Linked DNA regions of Mus musculus: all the other regions are linked to region 3. Evidence: chromatin contacts called from public Hi-C and HiChIP or PLAC-seq data. All regions are on one chromosome and are shown on one strand. The core of a region is the stretch at or near the end of the contact, and the rest is flanking DNA. Distances in the headings are between cores, read along the strand shown.

Region 1 (2,700 bases), core at 181-2,680, 150 kb before region 3:
GGAAAACTATTAATTTTTTCTTATTTTAAAATTGTAGTCAAATAATATATAGCAGAAGATCCCATAATCACTTGTGTTTATTTTGGGATGGGGGGATATTGGGTCTCAGATCTCAGCCCAAGGTGGACTGGGACTCACTGTGTTGTCAGCTTAGAAACTCGAGCCCTATATCCTCCTGTTTCTATCTTTCAAGTGTGGGGAACACAGGTGGACCCTGCCATGTCTGACCACCATGTGTATGGTTCTGTCATGTTGAGTGTACTTGCGGTATTGTTCATATGACCTCTAGAACTTTCTCACCTTTAAAACTGATGCGATCTGGTTGAGGCAGCCACCATTCTGTTTTCTATTTCCGTGTCTGACCACAGTAGGCATCTCATCCGATCATATAGTACTGACTTCTTCACGCCTGGCTGGCTTCTTACTGCCTCTGAGATCTGTACATGCTATAGCAGCTAGGTGTCAGGATTTTCTTCCCTTTCAAAGCTAATGCTCCCTTTGTATGTGTGTTCCAGTTACTCAGCGAGCAGCACTTCCTTGGACTGTTCCTGGGTACTGAGAATAGCACTATTACCAACATGGATTGTCTTAGTCACTGTTCTGTTGCTGTGAAGAGGCACCATGACCAAGGCTACTTACAGGAGAAAGTGTTTAATTGGGGGCTTGCTTACAGTTTCAGAGGGTTAGTCTATGGCCATCATGGTGGGCAGCATGGTGACATAGAGGCCCGCATGGTGCTGGGGAAGTGACTATGAGCTTAAACATCCTGATCTGCAGGCAAAGAGAGAGACAACCTGGTATGGACTACCTGTTAATAAGTTACTGTACCTTTACATACATGGTTTATGAATAAAATAGGTGGTACTTTGGAGTGTGAATATTTCCCTCAAGAGTGTGCCATGTGCATCAACATTAACGTGTGAGATGCTCTTTTATGCCCCATGTTTAATGTCCCCATATGTAGATTTAGGTTATTCTCTGTAAATTGGTATTATAACTGTGCCTCAGTAAACATGCTGAGACTTGGCACCTTTGCCTGATAATAAAAATAGTCATTTCAGTCAAATCTTGAGTTGGATTTTCTAGGAGCAGAGCCTGAGCCAGGTTTGCATGTGAGGGATTTGCTGAGGGAGTATTGGGGGTCAGGGAAGGGACTAACACAGCAGATGAAGAGAGACCAAGCAAAGAAGGCCTAAAGTTGAGCCTTGGCCTCGACTGGAGTGTAATTACACCAGCAAATCCCCCTTGGGACCAGAAGACCAGGCTTTTACACTGTCAACCATTTATCTTGGAACTCTGTGGCCTCTTGGAATCTTCAGCTGAGAGCAGTTTGTTAAAGTCGTGGCTTTGAGCAGTTAGCCCACAGGGCAGCTGAGGGGAAGATCATGGGCCCTGGCACAGAGCATATTGGCAGATGGCTGCTGCAGGTGCTGGTAACATCTGTGACCCTGACTTTAAGCTGGGTGCTATGCTAAGTCTGTAAATGAAATGCTAACAGCATGGCGGCCTAGATGCTGGTGTGTCTCCATTATGTGGATGAAATAGAAAAACTGTCTTCTCTGCATCAGGGGAACAAGTGGAGCTGAGACAGCTTTTGGTGAATTCTAAAGCCTGGGTTCATCCTTATAAGCCCTGGAATAGAATCTACATTCATTCCTGAAGCTGAGCTGGTGGGCCACTTTTTTTTCCTGTAATCTTTGCAGGGATTGAGAGCCCTCCTTGTGTTTCCTAGTCACCATTATTCTTTCAGTCATGTGGTAGACTTTCCCACAAGGGTCTGCATCGTCTGGATATCCCCACACTGGAAACGCCGCACGTGTAATCTGACATTACAGACTTTGTAATGACACCGAGTTTTACACTGAGATGACACTGAGGCATCTTGCTCGTTCGAAACAGCCAGGAATCCAAACTCAGATGCCCATGTTTACAAAATTCAGTTTTATGGTTTGGACCATGTTTCCAACCTAACTCCCGCTGTTGCTGGGAAAACTGCATAGAAAGCCATCTCCACCGCTCCTGGCTCATCTGTGGCTCCGCCCTTCCCTGCCCCGAACCAGTAAACGAAGCTTTTGAGTTCCTTTACATTAGTTAAAGCATAGATTGTGCCATGAGATGCACGCGTACGCACGAGCATGAACACACACACACACACACACACACACACACACACACACGTATATTATCAGCATCTCCTGTGTGATGGGAGAGGCTGGGGCTTAGATTTGGGGCCTCCCTGTTTCTGTCCTCTATAGGGCTGTGACGAGGTCCAGGACAGATGGAGCATGCTAGAGCACTTCCAGAAGCACAGATTTGGGGTCCTAGAATATTGATCCACAGGAGCTACAGTAATCCCAAGCCTCTCACACGGGAGAGACCTAGTGAAGTAGAATGGCCTATAAAGGGGTGACCCTGGTGGGGGACCCTCAAACCTGACTTTGTAGTTTGGGGTCTTCTGTAAAAGAAACTTTTAAACTATCCTACATAAGGGAATAATAAGCAGGGCTGGAATATTCATCTGGGACATTGCACACATGTGCTCAGTGTGTCTGCTCGGACAAGTGTGTCTGCTCACACCAGTGTGTCTGCTCACACCAGTGTGTCTGCTCAGAACAATGTGTATGCTCAGACCAGTGTGTATGCTCACAGCTAGGGAACAGGTGTCCAGGCTTCTGGGACCCATCTCAGGGCGTGCTTGTT
Region 2 (2,700 bases), core at 159-2,658, 240 kb before region 3:
GTGTTTTGTCCACACCCTTCCGCATAGAACTGTGGAGCACCTGATCCTACAGCAGGACTGTTCCAGAGTTTTATATTTATTTGCTTGATCTGGATGTTTGCATTGTGATGTTAGATTTTTCAAAACCTTACACCGTGGGCCAACAAGACGGCTCATCTGCCCTAAAGATGCTTGCTCCCGGTTGCTGCGAGCTGAGTTTGGTTCCCGGGGCCCATGTGGTGGAAGAAGAGAAACAACCGACGTGTGCACGCTGTCCTCTCACCTCCACCGTGTCCTCATCCACAGCCACACGCAGACGCCTGAATTGATAAATGTCATGAGACAAAACCACTTATCTATGAGAATGCAAAATGTTAAAGCAACAGAAATCATAGTTTAGTGCACACGTGGGGACAAAGCTTCTGGCCAGTTTCAGTACGAATTTATAAGTGTTCCGCAAGCTGAGCAGGTCGGTGCACGCATTCAGTCCCAATGCTGGAGAAGCAGAGGCAGCTGGAGCTCTGTGAGTTTCAAGGCCAGCCTGGTCTACGTAGTGAGACATAGTGATATCCCACCTCAAAAAAACCTAAACTAAAGTAAAACAACAACAACAACAAAACTTTTCCAAGAAGTAAAATTGACCAAAAACAAAAGAAGAGAAATCCAAAAGCAACTTCCAGGACTCTGGTGGAGAGGCCTTTAAGTTTGTTTGATCTGGAGATGTGAATGTGACTGAAAGCCTGAGGGACACAGGAAAGCCCCCAGAGGGCTGTGGGTAGGACGCAGTGACCTTTGCTATCAATATTGCAGGACTCCCCCATTCTACATTTTTTTTTTAAATGTATTTTTTCTACACTAAAAAAATATGTTTTGTGTCTTAGGCAACAGAAGCGGTGGACAAAGCTTTCATTTAGATCATGCAAGAAACTGAAAATGTGGAAGATTTTCCTTAGAAGAGGGGGTATGGGGGGGGGCAGAGTAAAGTGGAGTCTCCCGACTGCTGCTTCATCCCAGCCATCCCTGCAGTGAGCCCCAGCATCCCTGCAGCGAGCCAGCACTCTGCAGTGTCTAACTTTCCACTTTCACTTTTGATTAGTTAGGGCCCCCATCTGCTGTTATTTGGATATGAGTCTTTTCTGTGACTTATTTTCCAAGGATCCGAAGCAGTTTAAAAATACATAATGTTCAGCGATCTAACCATGTTGTAATGTTAAGTACTTGTTTGGGGACTTAAAACTAAATCCGTCAAACAGATTTGAAACCTTTACAGTGTCTTAAAAAATGATAGCCGGTGAGCAAAAAAGAAAGAGGGGACCACGTAAGCTGTGATCGCCACGCTTTTAGCAGCCACACTAGCAGCAAGCAGTTCGGTTTGCAAAAACAGAAGAGTGACAATTCTTTATTTAATGTTAAACAGGAAACTGAAAGCAATCTGCAGCACCAGGGTGCGTTTTCAAGGAACCTGCTATTTATCAGTGCTGGAAAAAGCCGGCAGACATTTCTTCTATTTGCTTAAGATGATAATGTCTTCGTGAAAATCTTAACCCAAACGTGACCGCCAGAAACAGGGTCTGTTGTATCCGCTGGTTTTGAGGCAACCGGTTCCCCCCAGAACCAAAGGAAATGTAGAAGCAAATTGCAGAGCTCTCAGAGAGTTGGAGAGTTGGGCAGGCACTCATGTTTTGCCCGTGTGTGGGGCTGTCACTTAGCCAGCATGTGTGGGTATGAATATTCTTTCTGAAGACCTGGGCTTCATTTTTAAGGTCAGCCTTCAATTTCGAGAGAATATAATTTGCTGTTATTTTTAGGGCTTTCATGATTGCTCGTAATAACTAATGAAAAAAAAAACAGCAGAGAAATAAATGTGTAACAGCTGTGTCTGCTTAACTTGATTAAAGGCAGTTAAAAAAAAAAGTAAACAGAAGACTAATGTGACAATAGGCAACGGGGACAAGTATCTCTGTCATTGTGAGAAGTCTTACAGACATAACTTGCCTCGAGTCGGAAGGCCGGCCGGGTCTGTGTTTAAAGTTTACTTTACTGTTTGTCTAGTGTGGGATCAGTGTTGGAGTGAATAATTTATAGCCAGCATGAATGAGCTCATTAGTCACCTTTTCAGACTTTAAATGAGTTTTGTGGTTGTCATTACTCGGGCCTTCTGTTCAGCCGCCGAGCAAAATGACAGCTTGGCAGTTGGCTGCCTTGTTGTGGGGGCCGCCTGTTCCCCTTCAGGTCTGTGCTGGCTTTTGTGTTTCATTGAGACCTTGCTTTTCTTGCCCTGTGGCTGGGCCAGGAACACTCACTTTTCAGTCTTATATACTTGAAGGCTCAAAGAGACATTTTGGAGGAAGTTTAAAACAAAACAAAACAAAACAAACGTTTTGGTGGTATCTGCCAGTGAAATGGATGGGCGCTTGCTCTCCCTCTCCCTCTCCCTCTCCCTCTCCCTCTCCCTCTCCCTCTCCCTCTCCCTCTCCCTCTCCCTCTCCCTCTCCCTCTCCCTCTCCCTCTCCCTCTCCCTCTCCCTCTCCCTCTCCCTCTCCCTCTCCCTCTCCCTCTCCTTCTCTCTCTCTCTCTCTCTCTCTCTCTCTCTCTCTCTCTCTCTGTGTGTGTGTGTGTGTGTAGGCCAGAAGTCAACATCAGGTGATGGCCACTGAAACGCTGTGCTCATCAGAGAGAATAGCAAAGGCGCCCACGAATGCCTGTCTACTCAGGGTTTCT
Region 3 (2,700 bases), core at 3-2,502:
ACCCAGCAGGATAAAGAGTGGTGTATGCGTACGCAGTAGGATGTTTTTCAGTCATAAAGAAGGACGGCGTTGTGTTGTTTTCAGGAAAATGGATACAACTAAAGATAATCAGAGTAAGCAAGGCATGCCAGCCTCAGGCAGATAAATCCAAACCTTGCTAAGGGAAAGAAGCCAGGCAAATGTGGTTACGCGAATCATTTCATCCACATGTGCAGAAGAGATAAAGGCACAGTTTCACAAAGTGCACTGGTATGTGCTCTAGGCAAATAAATGTAGGAAAGGAGGAACGGAGTGTTATGTTGGGATCTTCAGTGTCCCCTAAGGGTTTATAGGCTAGAGACTTGGTTCCCTTTGAAGGGTGTATTATGGGAGTTAGATCCTTGAGTCTGGAGAACTGGAGAGCTCTCCTTTCTCTCTCGCTTCCCGGGTCACAGTGATGTTACTACACCTCCTCTTCCACACGTTCCCCCAGAAGGCTACGCTGTCCTGAGCGTGGGAACAGCTGCTTAGGATTCAGGTCCTTCCTAAAAGACTGACAAAGAATTGAACTCCCAGGAACAAAAGAAGTGAAGGCTCAGAAAGAGTGAAAGCTGGTGTTTATTGAAGCAGAGAGAAAAGGCGAAGAATAGCCTGGAGGGTAGGGTCCCCGAGAAGCTGGCAGGCCGCCAAGTGGTCTCTGAACGCCATGGCCCCTTGGGACACTCCTTTCATTGGTCCTCGCTCCCCGCTTACCATTTCACCAGGTAGGATAGAAATAACCCCAAACACATGGCCTTGTTTGATGGAGGGCTTTGATGGAGGGCTTTGACAGATAGGTGGCCTTGGTTACTAGACACAATCCAGCTGTGATGTGGGAGTGGCCTCTCTCTTCCTCTGACCCTTTCTCTGGCTTCCTACTCCTTAACGACACAGATCCGAAGCAGCAAGGCCGAGGGAGCACAGACCGAAGCTGCCGAAACTGTGAGCCAGAATCAACCTTTCTTCCTTAGGATTTTCAAGATCTCGGGTACCATATTCCACAACTGACAGCTGACTGACGCTGGCAGGAACTGTTTAATGGGACAGATTTTTCTTCTGGGGAGGAAAATGAATGGCAGGGGACACATTAAGGGAGAAGAACTCATTCCATTGTTTGAAGTAGGGTGTATATGCAACTCCATGCAGGGTCCTGGGATTCTAGCTGCATTGTTAGAATGGAGAGTGCATAGCCTGAGCCAAGTAGACTCCTGGGTTGCTAAGAAACCTCGAATCTTGCCTGCCTCAAGGAAAGAAGACCAGAGAAACACCCCGGAGGAGGCTCGGTCTGGAATGTAACTATGGGAGGCACATGCTTTCTAGAATGTTCAGATCATAATGAAGCAGATTGTGATAGGCCAGGAAGCTGTGATCTGGACACAGCTCTCCACAGACACAATGAAGAGCCTTGGCAGATCGTGAAACGTGTCAGGCTTCCCTGCCTTCCTTTAGCTTGGGGTTCCATCTAGTTCAGACAGTCCACGGGGCACCAGGGTTAAAATGTAAGTCACTGCAGCTGACATCTGGGAGGAAGTAGAACACCTCTGTGGAGGGGATGATAATGGGAGAATCTGGAGAAGAGACAAGAGCGTCTCCAGATCACGTGACACTTCGGGAAGCGAGAGGGCGTGGCTCGGGACGGAAGTGAGCCTGAGAATTTGGGCAGCTCTATCTCCAGTTTTTCCTTTTACCTAAAAGCGGCCACTCAGATTGTGAAGCAGAACTTGGCAGGGGTGGGGGTAGCAGCTTCCTCCTGGTTTCCCTGGGGCTGGTGGTGTTACCATGGTGATGGAAGGGCAGTTTGTTGTATGCCTTTGCGCTGTGACTACTCCCCCCTTTGTTCTTCTCCCAACTATAGGTGTTTCTTCCAGAGCTACAAGAAAGAGCCAAGTAGGGGATTTCTGTGCTCACCTCGGGAACGGATCTCCTTCTCCTCTGTTAACCTTTCTATCCTGTGAGGGAGTCAGTCCCTGGATTATAAATTCTGGATTATAAATTCTGAGGCGCTTGGTTCCTGTTTCTTGAGGGGAGGCAGAGACACCAAAACCTTTGAAATAAGACATACTGAATGAGAACAGAACAAAGTTGGGTCTGTCCCTTTATTCTGTTTCTGGCAGTCGTGGTGGAGAGATGCTTTCTGGGAAGAACTCAGTAGTTGCCTCTGCTGAAGTCAATTTCTAAAGGTTAGGGATGTGAGCCTTTTTAACTCACCCTGTATTAACTCATTCCGGCCATATCATTCATGTGAGCTCCTTGAAGCCCTTATGGAACCTATTTATTCTCTCAGACATTATTGGATTCCAAAGGGTAGAGGCAACCCTGAAGACGTGTGGCTGCGTTCTGCCCTCATCCATCAGCCGTGGACTCCAATGGGGATGTCATGTTCTCCATAGAGGCATCTCTGCTGGGCCTCTTTCCTTGGCTCTGCGCAAGAATCTATGACCCTGGAAAAGTCATGCAATCTCTCAGTGTAGGCTTCCTAGACTAACAGACAGAAGCAGAGGCTCACGGGGCAATAGGTTCTGAAGGCTGGGACTGTACCCCAGTCACTGTTGCTCCTCCAGGGCCCGAGATGGTCCTTTGCATGTCATCGTGAGTCAGGAAATGGCTGTCAAATGGGAGAGAGAAAAAAGAGGCAACAGAGCACCAAGCCCAATGACCTAAGTTTGACACCCAGAAAACTGT

What was found. A called contact is a pair of places that touch in the nucleus more often than the background predicts. HiChIP or PLAC-seq counts read pairs in DNA pulled down with a chosen protein or histone mark.
Region 1: an H3K27ac HiChIP or PLAC-seq map of double positive thymocytes shows a contact between it and region 3, with 5 read pairs. The contact joins the enhancer-like site here to the promoter of 4930474N09Rik in region 3. A contact is called at or near these places in 1 of 15 datasets of contacts at CTCF or cohesin (CD8 T cells), 2 of 484 Hi-C or Micro-C datasets (cortical neurons and nephron progenitors) and 4 of 115 datasets of contacts at active chromatin or transcription factors (bone marrow-derived macrophages, double positive thymocytes, embryonic basal ganglia and 1 more).
Region 2: a Hi-C map of pre-B cells shows a contact between it and region 3, with 2.1 times the contacts expected there. The contact joins the enhancer-like site here to the promoter of 4930474N09Rik in region 3. A contact is called at or near these places in 1 of 39 promoter capture datasets (hippocampal neurons), 4 of 484 Hi-C or Micro-C datasets (cortical neurons, embryonic somatosensory cortex, olfactory sensory neurons and 1 more), 15 of 115 datasets of contacts at active chromatin or transcription factors (bone marrow-derived macrophages, craniofacial prominence, embryonic basal ganglia and 9 more) and 2 of 9 other capture datasets (adipose tissue and pancreatic islet).

What each region holds. Positions count from the first base shown.
Region 1 is chr12:99,310,206-99,312,905 of GRCm38.p6, reverse strand. All of the region lies in intron 3 of Foxn3 (forkhead box N3), which reads left to right. Gm46371 (a long non-coding RNA gene) reads left to right here. Exons shown (of 2, transcript XR_001780668.2): 1 at 1-1,427. Among named protein-coding and RNA genes, the nearest start is that of Gm46371, 19 kb to the left of the region's middle. Within about 2 kb of position 1,430, at least 26 of the 459 cell types and tissues checked have an H3K27ac peak or open chromatin away from gene starts, as enhancers often do. A contact at or near this core is called in double positive thymocytes and microglia, where this site is marked.
Region 2 is chr12:99,405,864-99,408,563 of GRCm38.p6, reverse strand. All of the region lies in intron 1 of Foxn3 (forkhead box N3), which reads left to right. Among named protein-coding and RNA genes, the nearest start is that of Gm51999, 15 kb to the right of the region's middle. Within about 2 kb of position 1,408, at least 152 of the 459 cell types and tissues checked have an H3K27ac peak or open chromatin away from gene starts, as enhancers often do. A contact at or near this core is called in adipose tissue, bone marrow-derived macrophages, embryonic basal ganglia and 4 more, where this site is marked.
Region 3 is chr12:99,161,360-99,164,059 of GRCm38.p6, reverse strand. It overlaps 4930474N09Rik (RIKEN cDNA 4930474N09 gene), which reads left to right and starts at 1,252. Exons shown (of 2, transcript NR_038130.1): 1 at 1,252-1,517; 2 at 1,874-2,700.